3 separate regions of the Zea mays genome follow, and all the other regions are linked to region 1. A link is a contact called in public Hi-C data. All regions are on one chromosome and are shown on one strand. Each heading gives the region's core, a stretch centred on a gene start, on an enhancer-like site or on the middle of the called end of the contact. The rest is flanking DNA. Distances are from core to core; before and after follow the strand shown.

Evidence for each region. A called contact is a pair of places that touch in the nucleus more often than the background predicts.
Region 2: a Hi-C map of ear shows a contact between it and region 1, with 5 times the contacts expected there. The contact joins the enhancer-like site here to the promoter of LOC103653323 in region 1. A contact is called at or near these places in 2 of 25 Hi-C or Micro-C datasets (ear and tassel).
Region 3: a Hi-C map of leaf shows a contact between it and region 1, with 5 times the contacts expected there. The contact joins the promoter of LOC103653329 here to the promoter of LOC103653323 in region 1. A contact is called at or near these places in 5 of 25 Hi-C or Micro-C datasets (ear and leaf) and 1 of 3 datasets of contacts at active chromatin or transcription factors (seedling).

The regions. Positions count from the first base shown.
Region 1 is chr4:65,072,345-65,077,223 of Zm-B73-REFERENCE-NAM-5.0, forward strand. LOC103653323 (dentin sialophosphoprotein-related) reads right to left here and starts at 2,865. Exons shown (of 4, transcript XM_008680258.3): 1 at 2,438-2,865; 2 at 247-316; 3 at 1-92. The coding sequence starts at 2,776. The coding sequence ends at 82. It also overlaps the pseudogene LOC111591466.
Region 2 is chr4:64,792,132-64,797,010 of Zm-B73-REFERENCE-NAM-5.0, forward strand. No RefSeq gene overlaps it. Among protein-coding and RNA genes, the nearest start is that of LOC111591353, 190 kb to the right of the region's middle. Within about 2 kb of position 2,065, at least 14 of the 20 cell types and tissues checked have an H3K27ac peak or open chromatin away from gene starts, as enhancers often do. A contact at or near this core is called in ear and tassel, where this site is marked.
Region 3 is chr4:65,337,739-65,342,617 of Zm-B73-REFERENCE-NAM-5.0, forward strand. LOC103653329 (protein FAR1-RELATED SEQUENCE 5) reads left to right here and starts at 2,753. Exons shown (of 3, transcript XM_020552550.1): 1 at 2,753-3,122; 2 at 3,204-4,879. The coding sequence starts at 3,091. LOC103653328 (1-phosphatidylinositol-3-phosphate 5-kinase FAB1B) reads left to right here. Exons shown (of 11, transcript XM_008680260.3): 10 at 1,068-1,334; 11 at 2,049-2,708. The coding sequence ends at 2,372.

The sequences.
Region 1 (4,879 bases), core at 1,615-4,114:
CCTCCAGTCTAGATTCATGGTTTTTGCTATCAGTTCTTTTCTTTTCCTGCTCCGCATTATGAGTTTGCGGAAGAGAAGAAGTCATCTCTTTTCTTTCAACAAAAAATGAATCTAGGTTAGCAGCAGATAAATTTATTAGTGTATCCACAGAAGATTATTGCTCCTTTGTTATGGAACTTGAAGATGTTTCCTTATTTTCAGGAAGGCAAGTGATTTTTAAGTCCAATAGATCAGATATGATCATACCACTGTTTGGCGGTGGTGCATCCTTGCTTTTATTCAAAGCTGTTGTGTCAGTATCGAATTCTACAAACTCCTGAATGAAAAAGGGAAGATAAGTAGAAAAAATCTTCCATCAGCTATGAATAGAAACAGGATTGAACTTCAGAAACGAGACTATGTTTCCTGCCTACGTTGAATTTAAAGAGAAGAACTAGGACAATGATATCAATACACGTAAATTTACCACAGATCTGTCATACTGGAAGATTAAATCTTATTAAAACCAGTCCATAATTATAATTGTTAGATGACTATGTGTCTATTCCTAATGTAATGGGCTTTGGCCCAGCCCATGTACTTGGCTATATATTAATACAGCCCCTACCCAATTAGGCTATCTCCAGAAGCCTTACTAATCCCACCTCCTATCTCAAACTTCTCCATGGACCATTTACATCCCTACCTTAGAGGTCAAAGCAAGCAATTTAATATCCTGGTGCCGTGTTTCTTTCAGGGAGTATCAAGATCAGGACAGAGAGTGGCAAGCTCAGGGCAGTGAGCAGCAGGATGATCGGTTAGCAGTGGGTGATGAGCCCTTAGGTAGAAAGCTCTTCATTGTTTGTGACAATCCTTCCTGACAGGTGGATCCCACAGGTGAAAAGTGGTATGAAGTATAAATGCTAAGTATTCAAAGCACCATCAATTTTTATCTAGCTACTCCTATAAAAGAAAAACAGCTGCTGTGGGCAGCAAGTTAAAAAATGGCTTGAAATAAAGCTTGAGCTGGGCCAAACAGAACTAAAGAGGGAGCTGATGAAATGCCAGTTTAGTAAGAAAAGTAGTAGGTAAATCTTTCATTCTAATCAGAAACTGTGAATGTGGGCGCAAATGTGCACCCAAAGTTTCTGAATAGAACTTGCTGCAAATTTTGTTTGATGCCATTTGAGACTATTAAGGTGCCGTTCGGTTTTCACGGAACGGAGGCCTGGAACAATTCCTAGCTGGATTTCTTCTCTAAGTTATATAAGTTTTGATTAGCTGGAACGATTCCGAGTCCATTCCTGGACAAACGAACGAACCCTAAGGGATCTGGCAACTAGATTGCAGGTAAAATTACTCTAGAATGTGTCATTGTAAAGTTCTTGCGCCAAAAGGCTATTATGATTCATTCGGTAAGCTAATTAATTCGTAATTCATGTAAACTAGTTTGGTAGATTCGATATGCGCACCCCGTAACCAAAAAAAATTCTGAGAAGGCCACTCAGGACACACTGGGTGTGTTTGGTTACAATGACAGGACGGGACGGGATGAGATGATCCCTTAAATAAGATTGTTTGGTTTAGGGTCCAGGGTTGGAACAAGACTATCTCAATGTTGTCCTCAGTTGTCCCTCAAAATTGGAGGGGCGAGAGAGGACGACAGGGGACGTCCATGTCATGTCTGTCCCGCAACCAAACGCACCCTAAAAAAGTTGTACAGGACGGCTCACTCTCCCTCTAAGTCCTGAACTAATTGAAAGGGGGTCAGTTAATGAAACCTAATTAAAAGGGGCTTGCCAAGGAGGAGATAAATCCTTTTGATCAAACAATCAACAAAAATAGATAAATAAATGCAAAGGAGAGTGGAAATAAAATTTCTAGTTATAGTGTCCAATTAAATCATAATGCATTACAACAGCAACATCTTCAAGAAAACAGAAACCATAATATCCAAATTGAGTTAATGCATTCACTAATGCTAATATGTTTACTGCAGAAGTTAATTGGAATATGAAAGTTATAAGCATATGAAAGTCCAAATTTTACTAGCTGTGGTTAATGTACCATGTCTCCAGCCTCATTAGAATGCCTTAATTTGTACTGGGCTTGCCTCATAACTCAAAACCCTAGCAGAGAGTATGTCTTTCATGGCTCATTGAATTCTGAGCAAATCAAAATTTCTAAATATGTTCTACTATTCATACAGATCCGTTGGCAACAAACATTTCTCAAACTACTTGGTATTTCTTAGGAACCAACACTGCATAGTAACTAAAAAGAACATGCAAAGGAATTACGCAAACAGTTCTATTAGAAGTTCTCCAGGAGCATAACATCCTCTTCTTTCTCGAATGCCTTGGCTAAGCTTTGCTAGAAAGAAGAGCTCACATATCCTAAGAAACAAGAATCAAATCCACAGATTCTTAGCGTTAAATAATGTAGGAAGGAAGCTCACGGATCCGTCCAGTCCAAGCGAGCCGAGCAAGCACCGGTAGGCCGCGCTGTTACGGAAGGCGATGCCACCGCTTCCACCGCCTTCAGCTTCCTCCCCGCGCCTGGGACACCCGCAGTAGGCGCAGAGTGCAGACTGCGCACCGCGCAGGAGCCCTCCCGCGGACCCGCAGCCCACACATCGGAACTCCGCCGAGACAGAGGCGGCGCCCGAGTCGAAGGCTGCGACGGCGTCGGAGACAGAGGGGAAGGGAGGGGCGGGTGCATCTTCTACAGAAGGGGCGAAGATGGCCTCGCGGAGCGAGGACTGTAGGCGGTGTATGACAGCGGTGGGGATGTCCATCGACGGGGAGTGTGATGGGAATTCAGATCCAGGTCCCTGACTGTGTTGGTCAGTTGGGTTCGTTGGCGCTTCGCCCTCGGTTCTCTTCACCGCCTGACAGGTTTGCTCATTTGCATCGTGCCATGAGCCCATGAGCCCATGATGGCCCACAACAGTGAACGTGTGGCCTTAACATTACTTACTGGCATATAGGATAAATGAGCCCATGATGGCCCACAACAGTGAACGTGTGGCCTTAACATTACTTACTGGCATATAGGATACAGCTCGTGCTAAGATCCTGGGGAGGAGCGAAAAAGGGACAACAGCGGCGGCGATAGAAAAGAAGAGAAGAGGTTGATGGCGACAATGGCAGTGACACGAGTGAAGAGGAGAGGGGACAGCGAGGACACAAGAACAGGGGAAGGGAGCGAGAACAGGGGAAGGGAGCGAGAGCAGAGAAAGGGAGGATTTGAGTAGGCGAGAGGGGTTATCTAGCGATTTGAACAGTTGATTTTGACGATGTGTTAAGTATGGGTGCAATTTGTTTGGTTGATTTAGTGGAGGTTATGTGAGTGGGGTGATTTGGTTATATGGTTTTTGTAAAGTTTAAACTGGTAAATTATATATTGGTATAGATTAGTATAATATTATAATATAAATTTTGTGATGTGCCTAATAAACTAGTGTGGTGGACCATCCCACAAAAAATACCCATAAAAATAAATTTAATATCAAAGTGAACATATGATCCACATATCAGATATTAAAATAATAATAACAAATATTACACATTATCTTAGTCAAAAGGCTGAGAAACGTATGGGTTAAAAAGGAGCTCGACCCCTTTCTTATAGCTCGCTCGGTCGATCGTCCTCTTTCAGATAGTAAGGTGGTACTATATGAGAGCTATCAAGGAAAACGTCTCCGGACCCCTGAGGTCCACCCATCAGAGAGAGCATTGGGGAAAGGTCTCCAGATTAGCGAGGCCCACCAATCAGCAGGAGGGTAAGGGAACCGTCTACCCTAGAAGCACTTGCCCCCGGATAAACCTCAAGACATCGAGCCCGGGTCGGGCAAGGCGGAGCTAAAGAGGGGGGTCAGGCGAACCGAGAGGAAGCCACTCGAGTGGATTCCTCATCTGGCTCGAGACTGACCCGCCATAAATGATCGACCTTATTAACTACGTCTGACACCAAGCCACAGTAGGAGAGTCGGTCTGCCTCTCACTCATGACCTACGAGCTCTGCATCCTACAAAACACTTATGACCTATGATCCCCTCGTCATGCGGCGCACTCATTACCTATTAAGCCTAGGCCTGAGTGCACAAGCCATCTACAGGACCCACAACACGACGAGCCACGCCGAGGCCTAGGCTATAAAGGCCAGAGGTTGGTGTAACGATGGCGTCGGGGCTCCACGCCGCCCACCATTAAGGATACAGCCAGAGAAGCCTAAATGACAAGGGCGCAAGACGAAAAGCACGATTTACTAGGGTAGAATGTCTCGTTTTACCCCGGCTCGGCAGCTCCTTCTAAGAGAAGGAGCCGATAATCAACCCATGCCTTGGTCTATAAAAGGGGAAGGTCGGAGATGGAGGAACGGACACAGGCAACACACAAGAAGAACAAACGAACCAGAGGACCACAGAGGCCAGAGCGAACAACTGTGATGTCCAAGGCTTAGTAGAGAGCTCTAGTCCTGTAGTTCTTAGGTCTAGCCACACATAAGAGACTTCAGAGCTCTTCTTCCCTCTCTCGCCCACTTGTAACCCCTACTACGAGTATTGAGCAACAAAGGTGTCCGCGCCGTCCCCATAATAAAAATGAGACATACAAACGACCCTAGGCCCACGACCACGTGCGGCCTTACCTCGGGTAGAACGCTTGGTTTTACCCTTTCCATGTGGCTCCTTCCTGTGGAAGCCACCACTGGTCGACCCCTCTAACGGCCTATAAAAGGGAGGGGTTGGCCCCCAGGCAAGGAGGTTGGACGAAGTTGAGTTATTTCGGATACACGCCCAGAAGGATGGACCCCAGATGAATCGATGAACAAGAGGAGGAGCACCAACGAGGACGCAGACCAAGACTTAGCTAGGACTCCACTTTGTAGCTTTTAGCTC
Region 2 (4,879 bases), core at 815-3,314, 280 kb before region 1:
GAGACCGTATCTTTACGAGCATTATGGAAGGAATTGTTTCAGTTGGCAGGTGTGGAGTTGCGTTTTACAACAACTTATCACCCCTAGTCAGATGGTCAAACAGAGAGAGTGAACCAATGTTTGGAAACCTACCTCCACTGTTTTACTCATGCCTGTCCTTCGAAGTGGAAACACTGGCTTTCGTTGGCAGAGTTCTAGTATAACACTAGTTACCTCCTTGAAGCTTACCCCTTTCAAAGTTTCATATGGATATCCCCCAGACACTTTGGTATATATATCAGGGATTCTTGTATTGTCCCCTCTCTTTAGGAATGGTTAAATGAAAGAAATCTTATGACTCAATTGGTCCAACAGCAACTAGCCAGAGCTCAGCATCATCAGAAACAACAGGTCGATCGCCACCATTCTGACAGAAACTTTGAAGTAGGCGATTCGGTCGACCTGAAATTGCAGCCATTTGTCCAATCTTCCTTGGTCAAACAGACAAATCACAAGCCCGCATTCAAGCACTTTGGTCCCTATCCTGTGGTGCAAAAAGTGGGCAAAGTAGCATTCAAATTGGAACTCCCAGCCTCTTCATCCATCCACCTAGTCTTCTATGTATCTCTATTGAAGAAAGCAATCGGTCCAGATGTTCCTGTAAGTTCTACCTTACCTCCATTGTCTGAATCCTTGCAGAAACCATAGATGGTGTTGCAGCGACGCACAATCCACACACCAAAAGGGGAGGTCACTCAGCTGCTCATCAAATGGGCATCTTGGCCAGAGGAGCTCGCGACATGGGAGGACGAGCCAACCTTCATCACCAGGTTCCTAAACACGTGGCTTGTGGACAAGCCATCTCTCAATGAGAGGGGGATGTCACAGCGCTAGAGGAGTCCAATGTAACAACCAGGCCATGAAGGATGATTAAGCCCAATACCAAGGTGAATGGGCCAGAATGGACCAAATAACGTGCCCTTTTCTTTTTTTGGTAAAGTGGCATGTAAATAAGAGATGAGAGGGGAGTTTTGAGAGAGGAGGTAGAGAACGAACTAGAAACCTGAACCCGACTGCGTCCGGCTGTTGGCGGCTTCGCCGTCTATAAGAACTCCAAAACCCCATATTCATCCAATGCTTACGTGAGAAGAAACGAGTGTTGGGAGCGGTGCTCACCTTTGCCATATCATCGGTGTCCTCACAAAGACACAAATCTAGCTACTAAATGACTCAACAAGTGACATTCTTGTGTGAAAACAGAGAGTCAAACTCAAGACCTGTAAGTCCCATCTAAGCAAATTGGTATTTGCGGTGGAGGAAGAAGGATCGATGACATGCATTCTGTGACCCCTTCCCAATTCATGGTCATTGAGTCAACCTATTTGCCTCCAACCCATATGCCTGAAGGTTGTGTGCACTGTGTCATTTTAGGTTCAGTTTCAGCTTGTTTTGCCATTAGAATTAATTTGTTGTAGGTTCCTACATTGCAGGTGACACTGAATTCGTAATTTTTAGTTTATGTCATATAGTAACTCTTCATGATAAAAATGTCTATTTAATATTTGGTTATTTCTTCATCTCACAAATTATGTTGGAGTCCATAAGCAGCCCGCTTTTAGCTTGCTAACAATGAGCGGTCCGCTTCTATTATCTCTTCATCTCTTTCTTCCATACCACTGTAAATTAGACATGACATCTTTTACATCTCACATACATCACCTTATTATACTTGTTCTGGGTTGTAGTCTGTATACCTAAAGTAATCTGACTCAAATCCGAAAGAAATTTAGCCGATTAACGACTGCTCACTCCCAAGAAATAATGAGTACATAGAATACAACCCCTAGGAAAACAAAGACAAAATAACTAAAAAATGAAGAAAAAAATGCATATGCGACGAGCCGCACTCGACAATCCAGATCTCTCGTTCGAAGTGGGCCTGGCTTTTCTAGGTAATTGGTGCGCACGGGCTCTGGAAGCAAACAAGCATGGGCTTGCAGGCTGGCAGCACAGCTGCACAGGCCTCTCCCAACTCCCAGCTAACGAGCCAATGGGTGCATGTGTATCATTGTTCTGTGGCTTCTGATTTCAATTCTCTCAAATGTTTTTTTGGGCCCTAGAACACTTGAGGACTGACTGAGGTGCCAACGCAGACAGTAACAGCTCAATTTCAGAGCATCAATGATTGGCGCCAAAATATATATCCACGGCAAGTACAAAAAGGATTCCAGGCTATCGAACGAGCTAGACTAGCAGTGCATCATCTATACATGCATGGGATGGAAATCACTGAACTGCTAATCTCACGAAGCAAACAAAATAAATAAATGAATGCCCGAAAGGCCCACCCACCCTTGCCAAGCTCACTTTCTTGTGGTGGATCATCTCGTCACTTGGCATCTCATGCACGATATATATACGATGGATCTGGTTCTGTGGCTGGAGAGAGTGGTGGATATATGTGACTGGCCAACCTGTCACTCATGTCTCGCCAGTGCTCCCAACGTCATCAAGCAACGAACTCAGGCCGTCTCTCGTCTGCGGAGAAGATGCCGCTGTACCGGTGAAAGTTGCTTTGGCCTGATGGTTAGGTACTTAATTACGTAAACCTTATCCCGGCCGGATTTGTTGTCTCCTATATATATACGACTTCTGCAGTTCTTTGATGTTGGGAAATGGATGCTTTAGAATTAAACTGGTCGAAGCTTAGGGATGTAACGGGTCGTTATGCTAGACGAAAAAGCCTATCTAATATTCACAGTTTGGTTTGGACCTATTCTTTTACATATAGCACATATGGTAAAAGTTACATTATAATAGAAATTATATTCTTATACATAACTTAAAGAGTCATCATTGTACGTTTCAAAAACAGAGTTGAAAGTGTTGATCTTATTTAGGGCTGTCTTCAGCAACGTCCCCTAAATTTCGTCCGCTAAAAGAATATTCTCTGTACTTTACAGAACACTCTAAAAGATTTTGTCCTCTATATTATCTCAGTCTCCAACAACGTTCCCTAAATTCGGTTCTCTAAAGCTACAGGGTTAACATACTTCATTTTGTCCATTTATTTGGTTTATAATTCATTTCTTTTCATTACACGCTAATTGAAATAAAACATGCACGGCAATAGTTTTTTAAAATTTATTAACAATTTTTGTTATCCGGACTTAAACATGTGTAGCATAATTTCTTCTCATTGTTTTTTATATTGCGGGAGATGGTGCTCGGATGATGTCGGAGATGTCCTTTGCATGTTCGTCCCGAGGTCCTTTGAATGGAAAGCATGTTCAGACCTGCGGCAGCACAGCAGCGCCACCGCCATCCACGGGAACAGTATATAGCGGGCGCTTGTATACCCGGCAAATGTAGCGGCTGAGGAAGAGTCGCTAAATTTTAGCGGACAGTATAGCGCACCTTGCTGGACGCTTACCGGACGTTTGTGTCTGCTATATTTGGTGGACAGGAGGCTTTACCGACCCTTGTTGGAGAGAGTCTAATATGGTATTGGGAGTTCAAAAGTTGCATGTTTAAACTATGTTATTTGCTTTAGTTTTCGAAACTGAAGTTTTATAGCAAGACCTAAAAGAAGGAACCTATTGAATTAGATTCAACTCCACTTGTTTTTGTCTTGTAGCCTAGCTCTACCTTTATAAACCAGACTTGTCGAAAATTAATTGTTCGACAGTATTTACATGGGATAGGTCATGTGATCGAAAGTTGAAGGTAATGGCACAAGAGATATGAAAAATTATACATGTTTCGGCTGGCGATGTGATATAATATTGTACGTCCTATTTATGACTTTGCTAGTGTCTACTGCAATGTGAGATGATCTTGCCCTCATGGGGATCCTCCGTCCCTCCATTTATATACCAAGGAGGGTCAATGGTTATAGGATAGGCATGAGTCGGTTATTGAGAGCACCTAGAGGGGGGTGAATAGGTGATCCTGTAAAATTCAACACTAATAGCCACAAAACTTAGTTATGAAAGTTAGAACGGCTAAGTAGCTTGAAGCGAGTTCTTGTGAACGCAGACAATCAAAGAGAAAGCACACAAGAGACACGCGATTTTTATCTCGTGGTTCGGCCAAGTAATACTTGCCTACTTCCACGTTGTGGCGTCCCAATGGACGAGGGTTGCACTCAACCCCTTTCAAGTGATCTGATGATCAACTTGAATACCACGGTTTTTCCTTTCTTACTCTTTCTCCCGTTTGCGAGGAATCTCCACAACTTGGAGCCTCTCGCCCTTACAATGATGATCACAAAAGAAGCACAGAAGTAAGGTAGGGAAGAGCTACGCACACAAGACACAAATCGCAACACAACTACGCACACAAGTCACAACTCGATCTCAAAACACAATGCACGGTGTTCACAACACAAATGGAGCTCAAGTCACTATCTCAAAGAATCGAATGCGTGAAGTTAGAGTCTTGAAGTCTTAGAATGTTTCTTGTAAGCTTGTGTAGCTCTTCCATGCGCCTAGGGGTCCCTTTTATAGCCCCAAGGCAGCTAGGAGTCGTTGGAGACCAACAAGGAAGGCCATCCTTGCCTTCTGTCGAGTGGCGCACCGGACAGTCCGGTGCGCCACCGGACAGTCACTGTAGACGGTCCGGTGCCGATCTCCTTCCTTTTCTAGCGCATATGACCGTTGCAGCCCTAGGTCAGTTGGCGCAACAGATAGTCCGGTGCCCCCTGCCGACCGTTGGCGCGGGCCACGCGTCGCCCGCGGATTGCGTGACCGACCGTTGCGCTGGCGACCGTTGGCTCACCGGACAGTCCGGTGAATTATAGTCGTACGCCGCCAAACTTTTCCCGAGAGCGGCCTGTTCACCGGAGTTCAGCCTGGCGCACCAGACACTGTCAAGTGCACCACCGGACAGTCCGGTGTGC
Region 3 (4,879 bases), core at 1,503-4,002, 270 kb after region 1:
GGGAATCGAAACCCTCCCTGATTAACCCAGGAGTAGCTTCACAAGCTGTTCACCAGTCCATGAAGCTAGAGATACCCCCGCTGTGGAGCAAGCTGCTGCAGACCAAACTGCCGAAGTAGCAAGAACCAAAATTTCTTAGCGAAGAAGCAGGATATTAGAAGGTGATCCGGTCTCACTTTCCTGATCACAAAGTGGGCACTTTTCAGGATGATCTAAGCCCATTTTCTCGAGTCTATCTGCTGTGCAGCATCTCTTTTGAGCAGCGAGCCAAATGAATTATCGATACTTTGGGGGGAGCCCAGGATTTCCATATAGGCTCATAAGGTTCAAACTGAATCGATCCAGTAAATAGACACTCGTGGGCTGCCTTAGCCAAATATCTTCCATTCGCATCTAGGTGAAAAGCATGACTATCTTCCACCTACGGCTGTAACTGATCCCTGCAATTACCTCCCGAAGGTGAAGAAAGTCTGCAAGAACTCCCACGAGAGTGCTCCTTGGATGTCAGAAATATACAAGTTGTAATAGCTTCCTGAACAGCCCCCTTATTAATTCTTGCCTAGGAATAACTTCCATTAAATTGGGAGCTATGTCAACCACCTTCTCTCCCAGCCATCTATTTTTCCAGAAAAGAGTGGTGGCACCATTTCCAATGTTTGCATTGCCATTCATCAAATTTGTCTCAAGTTAAAAATTATTTATGTTTTGGACTTCCAAATTTGAGTTTTAAGTCCTTAGTGTTTGGGATCAGACCCACATGTGATAGAGCATATTTTTATAGATACTCCCTCTTGTTGAAAATAATACCAAAATTATGTGCAGTAAAATTTTATTAATCTTGACTGAAGATATTGTCTATAATAAATTCCTTTGAAAATAGCGTGGGCAAATGCGCCATAAAAATGGTTGCATAGACTGAGTTATGCCTTTGTGACCTATTATTAATATTTAATAAGCAAAATGTATTGATGAAAGCAGCATCTTATTGACTTTAAAATACAGTGCAACATTTCTTTTTTTACCCTGACTGGAAGGAGTATTTTATTTTGTTGACTTGATATGTTTAGGTTACTAGTAAGCATGTAAAGGGTGGCAAGGAGTCAAAGATGGATTTGCTTGTGATGGAAAATCTTTTGTTTGGACGGAATATTACCAGGCTCTATGATCTAAAGGGATCTTCAAGGTCAAGGTATAATGCAGATTCAAATGGTAGCAACAAGGTTCTTCTTGACCAGAACTTAATTGAAGCAATGCCAACTTCACCGATTTTTGTTGGGAACAAGGCAAAGCGGCTACTGGAAAGAGCTGTTTGGAACGATACATCTTTCCTAGCTGTAAGTTTGCATCAATTTATCCTTCTCATCAAAGCTTATAGGAAATGCAGTGGCTTCCAGAGCTATCTTCAACTTCTTCTTTTGTTCAACAATCTTCAGCCTGATTTTTTGGATCAGAATCTAGCTTCTTATTAGCACCAAAGTGGGTGGTTGTGACTCGTAATCATAGCTGAGCATTCTTGTTTTTAATCCCTCTGTTCCCATTTAATCCTCTTTTAGCAGACCTATATTCATTTGTTTTCCTTAAGTTCTTGTATAGTCGTAGTATACAGTGAGAGTAAGAGAGAAATTGTCCTTTCTTTTTTTAAAAGGCTAATCTTTAATATAATAAATTAGAAGACCGGCTTTTGTTGTGTTTCCAGTTTTAAGAGAACAATACTAAACTTGACAGATAATGGAATATGAATCTGCATGGCTGCATGTCATGTTTCCACTTTGCTTTGAAATTTGATTTACATGCTCCTGAGTAGCTTTGGACCTTAATAGTATCACATATTGCATTGCTGTGATTTATGTGTTGAGAATAGCAAACATGACGGTGAGCTGACTTCTTGTATAACTTGCTAAGCCATCTTGATCATTTTTTACTTGATCTGTGGTTCCATCACTTGAAGTGCTGATGCTTCCAAGTTTATCTTCTTGTAACTATAGGTTACCTTTTTCTGTTTTCTTATAATCTGTAGGCTTAACTCTGTAGGCTCCCATGTTTTTCAGGGAATCGATGTGATGGACTATTCCTTGCTTGTGGGAGTCGACGAGGAGAAACATGAACTGGTCTTAGGAATTATTGATTTTATGAGGCAGTATACATGGGACAAGCACCTTGAAACATGGGTAAAATCTTCTGGCATTCTAGGTGGGCCGAAGAACGCTTCTCCAACTGTCATTTCACCTATGCAATATAAGAAGCGGTTCAGGAAAGCCATGTCTGCTTATTTTATTGTCATTCCTGAGCAATGGATGCCTGCAATAATCAATCCAAGCAAATCATCATCAAATATTTGCCAAGAAGATTCTCAAAATGGGTCTCAAGAGTGATATGATGTTCGATAAGTCCGGTTTTTTGTCCTGTCCTGTCGTGAAAAGTTCTGAACTGCTAGTCTGGCGCAATGCCTTGGCTGCTACTGTTGCGTCAAAGTGATATTCTGGCTGACCGCATTCTCTTGTGCTAATTGGCACAGGTCCGATTGCATCATTGAGTCCCTCAAGCATCGGATGTGTATATTCCCAAAGATGTAATTATGCCCTAGTCGTAGTTTTCCCCCCTTCAATAAATCAGTTCCATAGTATCATCACTTGTGTCGTCGTCGCTTAATTTTTGTTGTATGTATAGAACTAGCAGGACGCTTGTTTTTGTGGTCGTTTTGTATATTATTAAATCTTCCATTTTGGGGGGGTGGGGGGGGGGGGGGGGGGAACCAGATCCGCTGCCTTACGGCAGCCTGCCGTGCGCTCGTCGATCTTCAAACCAACGGTGATCTGCTGTCCTCTCCCTCAGTAGTGTATGGAGCGGCCCAACAGAGTAATTCTGGCCCACTTCTTTTCTTCGTTTCTTATTTCTTTCATCTAGCAACACAGCGCAACGGAGGGAAAACCGTGGGAGGAAAAAACAGCGGGAAAGGCTGCCTGTTTTGGTGCCAGATACAGAGAGACAGTGACAAAAGGAACCAACGGACAGGGCAAAAAGCACCAAATACAGAGAGACAGCGACGAAGGGAACCAACTAACGGACAAGGCAAAAAGTTGAGAAGCAAAGATGGAGGAAGATGCGGCCAACGGATCAAACATGTGAGATGCACCACTTTATTTTTATTCCTAATATCATGGTCCATTTGTTCCTTTCTTTTAAATTTTAGTTGTCTTTTTTAGGGAGAATGTGTTGCCCTGTTTGATTCCTCGTATTGGAATGAAATTCAGAAATCCAGATGAGGGCTGGAGATTTTGGTTAGCGTATAGTGGTCAAAAAGGTTTTGATGTTAGAAAAAGATACTCAAATACAAGTAAGATTGATGGAAACGTCACGTCATGTAGATTTGTTTGTGCTAATCAAGGTCATCGAGGGAAAGATAAAAAGGGGTATGAAGTAAAGTGTCATCGAGCTGAAACTAGAACAGATTGTGAAGTGCGTATGGGACTTGTAAAAGATAAAGAGTTTGGTGGATACAAAGTTTATGATTTGAATTTAGAACACAACCATAACCTTCACTTGCCAGAAACATTCCACTTGATGGTGTCACAAAGGAAAATTTCAGATTTGCAAGCTTTTGAAATTGAAACAGCTGATGACTCGGGAATAGGACCAAAAGCATCACATGAATTAGCATGTCGCCAAGTGGGTGGGCCGCTTAATTTGAGTTACACCATTCGTGACCATAAAAACTATTTGCGTGGCAAGCGACAACGAGAGATGGTATATGGTCAAGCTGGAAGCATGCTCAAATATTTCCAGGATAAAATGGCAGAGAATCCGGCGTTCCAATATGCGACACAAATGGATGCTGAAGAGAAGATTGCAAATATATTTTGGGCTGATGCTAGAATGATTGCCGATTATATACACTTTGGTGACATTGTTTCGTTTGACACTACTTTTGGGACGAATAGAGAGAGCCGGCCTTTCGGTGTCTTTGTTGGATTCAATCAGTTTAGACAAACTATAGTTTTTGGTGCTGCTCTAATGTATGATGAAACATTTGAGTCTTTCAAATGGCTCTTTGAGACTTTTCTACAAGCACATAGTGGAAAGCAACCCAAAACAATCTACACAGACCAAGATTATGCAATGGGAAAGGCGATTGAGCAAGTGTTTCAAGAGACATGGCATGGATTGTGCAGCTTTCACATAATGCAGAATGCTATAAAACATTTGCCTCTTCGTCAAAAGGAAAAAGGCTTAAATGTTCTTGCTGATTTTAGTGCATGCATGTTTGAGTATGAGGACAAGGAAAAATTTGAAAGAGAATTTGCCATCTTGAGGACAAAGGTAGAAAAGCAATCTTGGTTAGATAGCATTTACAAGTTAAAAGAAAAATGGGCTGAATGTTATATGAAACATGTTTGCACATTGGGCATGCGAAGCACGCAATTAAGTGAGAGCCTAAACAATGATTTGAAAATTCATTTCAAATCAGATTTTGACATTATTCGCTTTCTTAAACATTTTGAAAGGGTGGTGCAAGGAAAAAGAAACAATGAGCTAAACTCAGAATTTGAATCAAGGAAAAAAATACCAAGGGTCATAATAAAGATACCTATGTTGTTGCAGGCAAGTAAATCATACACACCTATTGTGTTTGAAGCTTTTCAAGGTCAATATGAAAGGTCCATGACAGCATGTGCTAAGGTATTGGATGGAAACAATGAATACCTTGTTGCAACCGGGAGCCTCGGTGAAGATGTAGTCCTTGACGAGGAGTACATAGTAATCGGTAATCCTTTGGACCAAACAGTAATATGTAGTTGCAACTTATTTAATAGAATTGGTATAATATGTGCTCATGCTTTGAAAGTTCTTGATTTAATGAATATTAAGTCATTGCCTACAC